Regions from separate parts of the Mus musculus genome. Here region 1 is linked to region 2. Evidence: chromatin contacts called from public ChIA-PET data. All regions are on one chromosome and are shown on one strand. Each heading gives the region's core, a stretch centred on a gene start, on an enhancer-like site or on the middle of the called end of the contact. The rest is flanking DNA. Distances are from core to core; before and after follow the strand shown. Region 1 overlaps Rspry1 (ring finger and SPRY domain containing 1). Region 2 holds the start of Cpne2 (copine II).

The links. ChIA-PET counts read pairs in DNA pulled down with a chosen protein or histone mark.
Region 1: an RNA polymerase II ChIA-PET map of effector CD8 T cells shows a contact between it and region 2, with 63 read pairs. The contact joins the enhancer-like site here to the promoter of Cpne2 in region 2. A contact is called at or near these places in 12 of 39 promoter capture datasets (the 3T3-L1 cell line, the C10 cell line, the HPC-7 cell line and 9 more), 1 of 15 datasets of contacts at CTCF or cohesin (large pre-B cells), 4 of 484 Hi-C or Micro-C datasets (the G1E-ER4 cell line, cerebellum, neural progenitor cells and 1 more), 4 of 115 datasets of contacts at active chromatin or transcription factors (the 230-238 cell line, effector CD8 T cells, embryonic stem cells and 1 more) and 4 of 9 other capture datasets (adipose tissue, embryonic stem cells, liver and 1 more).

The regions. Positions count from the first base shown.
Region 1 is chr8:94,630,820-94,635,809 of GRCm38.p6, forward strand. It overlaps Rspry1 (ring finger and SPRY domain containing 1), which reads left to right. Exons shown (of 15, transcript NM_026274.4): 5 at 1,237-1,363; 6 at 2,287-2,345; 7 at 4,606-4,672. Among named protein-coding and RNA genes, the nearest start is that of Rspry1, 31 kb to the left of the region's middle. Within about 2 kb of position 3,537, at least 78 of the 459 cell types and tissues checked have an H3K27ac peak or open chromatin away from gene starts, as enhancers often do. A contact at or near this core is called in the G1E-ER4 cell line, the HPC-7 cell line, effector CD8 T cells and 2 more, where this site is marked.
Region 2 is chr8:94,530,806-94,535,840 of GRCm38.p6, forward strand. It overlaps Cpne2 (copine II), which reads left to right and starts at 2,223. Exons shown (of 16, transcript NM_153507.2): 1 at 2,223-2,388.

The sequences.
Region 1 (4,990 bases), core at 2,287-4,786, 100 kb after region 2:
TGTCCTCAAACTCATAGAAATCTGCTTGAGTGCTGGGATTAAAAGCACGTACTATAACACCCATACATACTTTTAAAAATGTGAATTCTGATAGCTTTTATTTGTATGTTGAAGTTTCAGATACTCTATGATAGAAAAACATGAACAGAGAGAAATATCTTTAGCCTAGTCATTATCAGCTTGGGCATTACCTAACTTAATCATCTTTAATTTGCCTCAAAAATTGTTGGGATTTGTTCTTGCTTGATACAGCTTTTTGTAAGCCAAGCATGGTAGGTCGTATATGCCTGTAATCCCAGCACTCAGCAGGTAGAAGCAGGAATACCGGAGTCTATAGCAAGTCTTGGTGCTTTGGTTACATTGCAAGTTTAAGGCAGCCTCGACTACATGGAACCCTGTCTTAAAAGAAAAAATGGGTATGGTGGCTCAATGCCTACAGTGCCAGCATTTGCAAAGCTGATGTAGAGGATTGTATAAGCTCAGGACCAGCCTGGACTGTATGCCAACCTGGGCTAGACTAAGCCCTTGACTTGGGGGTGGGGGAGTAACTTTTTATTTCCACATTATTAGGTCATAAGATATTTTGGTTTATCTTTTAGGGTTTGTTGTTTTAAGTAAGATTCAGTGTGTGGTTTCTTTTTGAGACAGGGTTTTACTGTGTAACATAGCCTTGTGTAACCCAGTTTAGCCTTGACTTTACAATTTTCATGCCCTCAGCCTCCTGAGTTCAGACATTTTAGGTATGTTCTACCATGACCAAGTTATTGTGCTTAATGTTTGAAATTTGAATGGGTTTAGTCTGGTTAATGATTCACATATGTATGTATTAAAATTGACTTGATGTTACATACCTGTAATTCCAGCACTCTGGAGGCTGAGGCAGGAGGATTGCTACAATTCAAGGCCAACCTAGGCTACATAGTTCCAGGATAGCCTTGGTAAATACAGCTACATGTATAACTGTATATATCAAGACTCTATCTCAAAAAACAAAAGTATGAAATATGTATTGGCTATAACTGGTACATTTTGAATGAAATGGAATCTGGCATTGAGAAAACTTAAGGTTTATCAGATACTTCCTATTAATAATAATATCATTATTAATGAAATAATTTTATGGGATCATTCTAAGTTTATTGAATACCTTTTTATAGCTTTGTTTCCAGGAATTCTTTTGGGAAAATAACCTGCAGAGTATATATTCACCAAATCTATTTCCAACTTTTTTAATAGGATGCACTCCAGAAATTGACCGAAATTCTCAATTTAAATGGAGAGGTAGCATGCCAGGACTCAGGCCACCCTGCCAAACATAGGAATACATCCGCAGTCTTGGGCTGTTTGGCTGAGAAACTAGCAGGTAACTCCAGCACATGCTTTCTGGTTTGACATTGAGACAACTGCACTACAGACCGTTGACCAAACCTGTTAGAGCAGAAAGAAGGAAAGAAGCTGAATATGGTGGCACAAGCCTATAACCACAGCACTTTAAGACAAGAGGGTTAAAAGTTCAAGTCCCCACCCCACACAGTAAGTATGTTAGAGGCCAGTCAAAACTGTGGGGAGCTCTTTCCTTTCTGTTCTCCCTCTCTCTTGTTTGGTCTCTCTGGCTCTCTGTCTGTGTCTCTGCCTCTCTTTCTCTCTCATGTCTTTCACTTCAAGTCTGCCATTCACTCTCCTCCTTCCCCAATAAACCTCTTGGCCTAAAAACAAAACCAAACCAAACTGTGGGGGACCCTTTTTCAAAACAAACAAAAAAGGAATGAACAGAAATGGACTAAAAGGAAGACAATTACTCAAAAGACTCAGTTTCAGTTAAGTGTAATCTAATTTAGCTTTGTTGATTCTTTTTCAGAGAAATTTAAGATAAATTTGTTGTATTGATTTGCTTAAGACAGGGGAAAGGCTAAATTTAGAATAATAAATAATTATTATATGTATTTCTAATAATTAATATTGTCCACTTTAGGACTATGAACAGCAAATTGCATGAAAATATCTCAGCCAGTTACTTTATATATAGTAAAAGAATGATGAATTCAAAATCAGAACACATGGGTGCTGGTCCAGACTATTATGGCTCTCTAGGAGCCTGACCTAGCTAGTCTCTTTATGGTGAACTCAGTTGCTACACTGAAAAGATGATGGTAGTAGGAACAACCTGAGAAAGGAAGCCTTGGTAATGTGTGTCAGAGAATGGAACTCAATTTGGTTGTCACTAGTTACCAATTTAAAATAGCATGACACTTTTAATCATGTCCAGTGTTTGCTGTGTTTGTTTAGGTCCTGCAAGCATAGGTTTACTTAGCCCAGGAATACTGGAATATTTGCTACAGTGTCTGGTAAGTAAGACATCAAAGCTGATTATTCTCATTTATATAGAATTGTATGTTTTTCTCAAGTTATAGCATAGTCCCTGATGCAGAGGATAGGATCAGTTTTAAACTTTATGTACAGGTTTTGCTGGGTTTTTATTTAACACCGCCTATGTTTAGAGACAGAAAGAAAGAAGACACATAACACGGAGGGGGTAAAAATTTATGAGTTGCTCTAGTTTTAAATTTAGTCATAAGATAGCTGCTAGGACTTTTGGACTTTTTAGGTGTCCTTACAATCTACCAAACAATAATGGAGAACACCCCAGGTTGGGTTCATGTGTGAGAGTGCCCTCACGCACACATCACACACACACACAGAGACAGACAGACACACACACACACACACACACACACACACACACACACACACACACACACAGTGGAAACAAAATTACAGCATTCCAACAGCAGTCCAGGTTACCAGCAGTGTGTATGAATCTATATTCACCCACCTTTGCCTTTCCTGCTACCACAATTAAAACTGCCATTGGTAAACTGTTTGATGTATCACCATGAGGTCTGTGGTTTGCTGAAGCTGTCTTCTTATCACTCACAGCACTTGACAGCAGTTTTGACTAGCCTGTGTTTTCTAGGTTATTTTTTGCAAGCCTAGTAAGAATTAGCCTTTTTTTAAAACTCTAGTCTAAGCTGGGTGGTGGTGGCATGCACCTTTAGTTCCAGCACTTAGAAAGCAGCAGCTAGTGGATCTCTTGAGTTCAAGATCAGCCTGGTCTACACAGCCTGGAACTCCAGAGTAAGTTCTAGGATAGCCAGAGCTACACGGAGAAATCCAGTCTTGGAAAACAAAAACAAATAAACAAAAACTCTTTAAAAAAAAAAAACCAAAACCCCATTTAGTCTAAAAGACTTAATTTGTCTAGTTTATTTATAAATAAATTAGCCTACACAATATGTACTTAAAGTAACCCTTACAATGTTCTGAGTGAGCACTCGGAGATACAAAGTAGTAGGACAGTCATTTCCCCATCACAGAGGTCACTATAGGGTAAAGGAATAGAACCATTCAAACAACAGTTAACTTCTACTTTATGACAGGATGTGATCAAGAGCAAAATTACTTCCTCCAGGCTGAGCACTATAAGAGTTTTGAGAAGATGAAGAGGGGTGGGGGAGTGGATGTGATTGGGTGACAAGGGACCTGTGGTAATCATGAAAGACAGACTTCCTGATGAAGGTGGGGCCTACTTAGCTAGCTCATGACACAAGGCTAAGATTAGAAACTCACAGTGAGTTTCTTGGCTAAAGCAGCATAGATAGAAGCCTAGTAAAAGAGTTATCTGATCAGAGAAGGCAGTGTTCACAGACAGGAGGACATGAACAGGGATATCCAGGTAGAAAGGTTTGAAACTGATAAAGCAGGCAGGATGTGGCAAGGGTAAAGATGCTAAAGAGGCTTTATAGCAGGGAGAACAGTGGTTCTATGCGCTTTGCTGAACTTAGGCAGGCACCACAGAAATGCATGGGAATACACTGGGGTTCCAGAATTCTCTGGAGGCTCCCAGCATAGCTAGGGGACGGCAAGAAGAGGAGATACTAAACATGTAGGCCTTTCTTTAAGTGCAAACACACATGCTGTAAACTCAAATATAAGTCAAGAGCACTTGTCACTCTCCTGTCATCACGAGCTCCTGTAGAATTTCCTGCAGGAACTAGATTAAAACTAAGATGTTACTGGTCATGGCAGCACCTGACTTTAATCCTAGCTATGAGTTTCACGCCAGCCTGGTATACATAGCAAGTTCTAGGACAACCAGAGCTATATAGTAGACCGTGTCTCAAAAACAAAACAAAACAAAACAAAAACAAAAACTAAGATGTTCATTGATAATGTCATTATTTATAAACCTGGAGCTGCTATTATTCTTTTCAGGGTTCTAAAGGTCATTTTTAGATACAATTCTAGTTTTCTTTTTGGCTTGTTTTAATGAATGTAAGCATCAATGGTGTTTTAGTTAACAAAGCCCTAACACAATGTGATACTGCTGAAATATCCATATCTACCAATTAATGACTTAAAAAAATAGATTAAGAGACTCTTCTCTTGATTCTCCATTAGCCAAATGGCCAAGTGAGAGTTTGAATAAAAGCGACTTTTCTGCTGTTCCAAATATATAGACTGCCATCTATTAAATAGAACATGAAATTGATACCGTACTGCCTCTGCAGGGGGTAACTTTTGTTTTTATCTTTTGTTGTCTTTCAGAAGTTACAGTCCCACCCCACAGTCATGCTTTTTGCACTGATTGCACTGGAAAAGTTTGCCCAGACAAGTAGGTATAGTGACTTCTTGCACTAATGATCTTTGTTGGTTATTAAAAAAATGAGCCTGCACTTTGAACTCCATCAAATGTACACACTTTCTTGTTTTAAGACCAGCTAAATATATCAAGAACAAAACTAAAGATTGTTCTCAGCTAAGATTCCAAGCATGGTGATTATCACTACTTTCATAACTAAAACTTTAGTAATGGGAGTTGGAGAGAAGGCTTAGCAATTAGAGTACTTGCTATGCAATCATGAAGACCTGAGTTTGGATCCCAACACTTAGTAAGAAGCCAGGCATCCTATGCGTACCAGTAACCTCAGCT
Region 2 (5,035 bases), core at 973-3,472:
CAGTTGTGAAAAGGAGGATTTCCTCTGGCTTGTAGTTTTGGCTCATGGTATGCTGGCTCTGTTACTACTGGACATTCAGGAAGACAGAACATCACACCTCGTGATGTTGAGAGAGATCACATCCTCAGGGGCATGACTGGGTAACTTTCCTCTAAAGTTTCCAGTACTTCCCAGTAGTGAAATGATTTATAGAGTAAAATGTCAACACATGAGCCTTTGGAAACATTCCAGATCCAATTCTTACTTTTGAAACCTTTTTTCAGGATTTATTTATTTATTTAACGCATGTGAGTACACTGTCCCTCACTTCAAACCAGAAGAGGGTACACCAGAATCCGTTACAAATGGTTGTGAGACACCATGTGGTTGCTGGGAATTGAACTCATGACCTCTGGAAGAGCAGTCAGTGGTCCTAGCCACTAAGCCATCTCTCCAGCCCTGAAACCCTTTTTTCTTCCCTCCAAGAAACCCTGTATCAAAGAGCAACCACATCCATTCTCCCTCCCAGGCCCGGATGACTAGAATCCCCTGTCTACCTCTGTGGCTATGTCTCTTCTGGTCATTTTCTAAAATGGAATTATCCAGTTGGCCTTTTATGATGAGCTGCCTTTGAAACTATCCCTACTTTAATATGTCAGTACTTTCCCTGGGTGAGTAATATTCCACTGTGTGGACTTTGCACTGAACTTTCCCCTATGAACTGCTGGTATATATTGGATCTTGCCCACATTTTGGCTCTAGTGAACTATGTCTATAAGTTGAGCTAGAATGTTTATTGAACTGCAAGCATTCATGCTCAACTTTTTGCTTGAACAAACATTTTCATTTCTCTTGGGTAGGTACTTAGGAATGGAATTGCTGTGACCCCTGACCTTAGTACTCTGCCCTCCTGACCAAGACCTAGTGACATCTTTTCCCTCCCCTCCCCTCCGTACCCACCCCCCCCCAATCGCCATATTCTTCTGGGTTCTTAGAAAAGTGCTGGTCAAGTCCCACAGCTGAGTTGGGTCTCTGTGCTAATTGCCTTTCATCCTGAACTTCTCATCCATCTACTTTTCTACCTGCCATTGCTTCACAGTCTGGAAGAAGACGTTGCGGTCCCCATTTTCTACCTCTGCTCTAAGTGGCGCCACAGGTTGCTTTGTCCCAGAGCTGAGCAGAGGGCATGGAGGACTTTCTGCGCAAGAAGACGAGGAGAATCTGGAGAAAAGCAGAAAGCTCCGGGGACAGGCAGGCAGAGAGAACAAAGCTCTGTGCCCTAGGGCTGCTTAGTGGGGGCCCTTCTAAGGCTGCAAAGTGCCTGTGACTCAGAGGTGGAGGGAGCTCAGAGCTGCAGCGTGAGTCTCCCGCATTAACTCTTATCTGTCTGGAATAGAAAACCTACAACCTCAGTGCAAGGCTTTACCGCTCAGCCCCACAATCCCGAGACTTGTACACCAGGGCCCAGGGCTTTGGCCATGCTTATTAAGACCTCTGGACAGCCATGTCTCCCCCTACACCTCCCACAACAGAATCTGGTTAAAAGAGCTTCCGTGTGGTAATGTCCAGTGGTTTACTTGCTCCGAGGGTACAAAATACCACTGAGCGACCACCAGCTGCCCAGCGACAAAACAGTCCCTTAAGAACTGGTGCCTCTGGTTCAAAAGCTGGCTGCACAGAGGGGAGGCCTCAACTCTCCCGTTGATCCCAAACCCCACTCCGAACGTCTTTATCTCATCGTCTTTGTCACGGGAATATGTGTCATCTTCCCAGTCTCAGGCGGCAAGAAAACGCTATTGAAAGAAATTAAAAAATATATAATAATAAAATAAAAAAGGAAAAAAGAAAACACTGCGGTTCTTGTGCGCAGCTCGGAGGCAAGTCCTGGGCGTCTCCCCGAGGATTCCGTGCTGAGCCCTGCGCGCTTTAGGGTGAGAGCCGCGGGCGGCGCCCCGGGGGTCTAGCGGACCAGGAGATCGCACCCCCGGGTCCCCGCATCTTGAACTGGAGCGCAACGCGGGGAGCTCGGCGGTGCCTGACGCCCAGAGCGGCGGGCCCGGCGCTGGGTGCGAATTCGCGGCATCGCTCGGAGTGGCAGCCTGCTGCATCCAGGTCCTCGCGGGCCACCAGCCGGGAGCGGGACAGGCTCCGGCTTAGCCCGGAGAGCCGCCCCTCCAGGAAGCGCCCGCCTCGCGCCCGCTTCCCGCCCACATCCTCCCTCGACTGGAGGGAGGAGCCCGCGCCGCAGCCGGGGCCCGAGGAGGGCCAGCCCCAGCCCGGGCGAGCGCACGAGTGGGTACGGCCGCGCGGGTAGCGCCCTGAGCCTGTCCCGCGCCGCCGCCCGGCCGACAGCACAGCGCCCGGGGATGCCCCGGCGGCCCGGAGCACGCTGAGGCTGCGGAAAGCGCGGTGAGTGGGGTCCGCGGCGAGGGCGGGCCGGGCACTGTGTGCGCTCAAGTTCGGCCTGGGGCTTGGAGGGGGAGTGGGTTCAGCCGAAGGGACTCCGATGTCCCTGGCCGCCGCCCCCCGCAGCACGCCTGGGGGGGGGGGGCTCAGCTCCCACCCGGCCACGCGGGGGCGCCCGTCTGCGGGGGGCGGCTGGAGGATGGGCGGCTTCGGGGACACTGGCTAGCTATTTAGGAGACCCTCTTCCACCGTTAGATGTCTAGAGGGCGGCTGTGGGCTAGCGATCGCAGCCGCCAGCACAATTGTTTGGAGGCGAGCGCGCCCTTTGATCCCACCCTGACCAGGACCTGGCGCTACTCGGGATCAGCTCTAGGGCCGACTCCCTGCTCCAACTGGGGAGAAGAGATGGGGAATAGTGCCGGGCGGCGTTCCAGAAGTCGGAGTGTGTTTGCAAACTAGTTTTTGCGCAAAAGCTGTCTGGCACCTGTGTGTTTCAAGGGGTGGAGGAGGAAGCGAGAAGCCCTTCTTTTTTTCCCCATCCCCACAATGGTGCTCCTGGGAAAAATAAAGGAGACTAATGTTCCTTTTTCCTTCTCTTCCCCTCCCTTCCCGAATCCTGTCTTTGGTACAGCTGACTAGTCTTTGGATAAGGGGCTACCTCAAAAGGAGGCTGGGAGTGCCCAAGGTCACAGGTGCAATAGCAGTCCGGAGCTGGGTGGCCATTCAAAGGGTCCTCCTTGTACTCTGATTCTTCCTGCCCTATAAGAATTCTGGGGGAAGGGGAAAGGGGAAAGGCCTTTGAGAATTAGCCCAGATGCCCTTTGTTTTGTCTGACCACAGACCACCATCATGTAGGGGTGTGGAACTGTCACGCAGAGATGGGAAGGGGTATTATACTGCCCCTCTCAGAGATAGAAAGGAGTATTATACTGCCCCTGGAGGTGTCTACCGCATCTTTGTTTGGAGGCATTGTTGCTAGGCAGGCTTCCTGCTGAGAATTCCCTAGTCCAGGGTTAGGGTCCTGCTTTCCAGCCTGGGGAGATCCCCTCCCTTTGCCTTCTTCCAGGCAGAGCTAAACTCTTCCAGAATATAGCTCCCTCACCATGGGCTCAGAAGGGATTTGACGTGGGCTCGTCAAAGTGGGAGGGCCTGGTCATCCTTCCTTCTTGTCAGGAAAGCTGCTGTCCAGGAGAAACAATTTAAGGTCCCTGATGCTTCAGGATTGCAGTCAGGGCCAGAGGTGCCTACTGACTCCTAGCTCTTTGCTTGCTGACTTCTGGTCAAGTGGCTGCAACTCCCCTTGTGAGGTCAAGAATGCTGCCTTTTGCATTGGATGAGAGCCCTTCTCCCACAGGAAGGGAGGCATTTTGGGTTGGGTTGTCATTTCTAGTGGCCTGTGAACAGTCCCAATATGGGAGTTGTGAGAGACTTACCTGGCCTTGAACACCTTTTTGTGACCGGAAGTGGGATGGTGGTCTCAACTGTGTATTTCCAGTTTCTGTAAAGTAGGACCGTCTCCTGGGCCTCCTGGAAACTGACCAGACACAAACACTAAAGCGAGAGTTTATTGCCACCTTGGCAGGGGGCCCAGTGAACTCTGGGGCTGTCCTCAGATGATAATGAGCCCCTGGAATGGGAGAGTTCATCAGATGCATTTCTGCATGGAAAAACCAGGGACAAAGGCTATGGATGCTTGAGTTCTCTGTTGCTTCCTGCCTTCCTGCCTTCATGCCTTCACACACACACACACACACACACACACACACACACACACACACACCCTTTGGCTCTGGGTGTTTTTCCATCTGTGAAACGAGGGCCGACGGCAATACCAGCCCATTTGCAGAGCCAGTAGGAAGGCTAGGGCCAGGAAACGGGGCAGGTATTCTTACACGTGGAGAGCTCTTCATGAGGGTCTGTGATTGCCTTTCAAGCCCTCCCCCAGTGCCGTAAGAATTAAAAACCCTCAGGGGACCACGTGAAGAAGAGGGTCAAAATGGAGCCTCAGTTTATCTGTATAATAGTGAGGTGTGCGTGCACTCTCTGTCCCCCTCTCTTTCCAGGTAATTGTGTGCTTCCTTAAAGGTAGTTGTGAGGATCCGTTTAGATGACAAGGAGCTTGTGTGTCAGCGCTGTGACTGGTGCGGGAGGCACTTGGGAACAGCTGTCATCCCATTGTTCCTGGGAATATTACTGCACTTGATTCGCATGACTGCATCCAACATTCCTTCTGGAATTTTTTTTGCCGGGGGGTGGGGGGGCGCTTAAGAGACGAGTCCTGGAATCAGATGCTGGTACCTCTGGGCCATTCGAGGGGCAGAGAGGCCAGGGTAGGAAGGTTCGTTCTACTCAGACCAAGTGTAAAGAAGTAATGCACCCCTACCTGGAGCTGACCTCACTGGGCTCTGACGCTTGAACAGAAGACGGAAAAAGCACTCTCTAGTAATTGCACTCCTGTCAGGAGAAAGGATCTGTACCTGCTGAGACTTCCTAGGTGCTCCTGCCTTCCCCTCTTCTGCCCTCCCCTAGCCCTGCGAGACAGGCTGGGGCTGCAGAGGGTAGGAGCAGAACACCTCCAGAATCCAGCCATCTCGCTTCGAAGCACATGGCTTCCGAAAGGTCTGTGTGGTCTCTATAGAAGCAGGAGGCT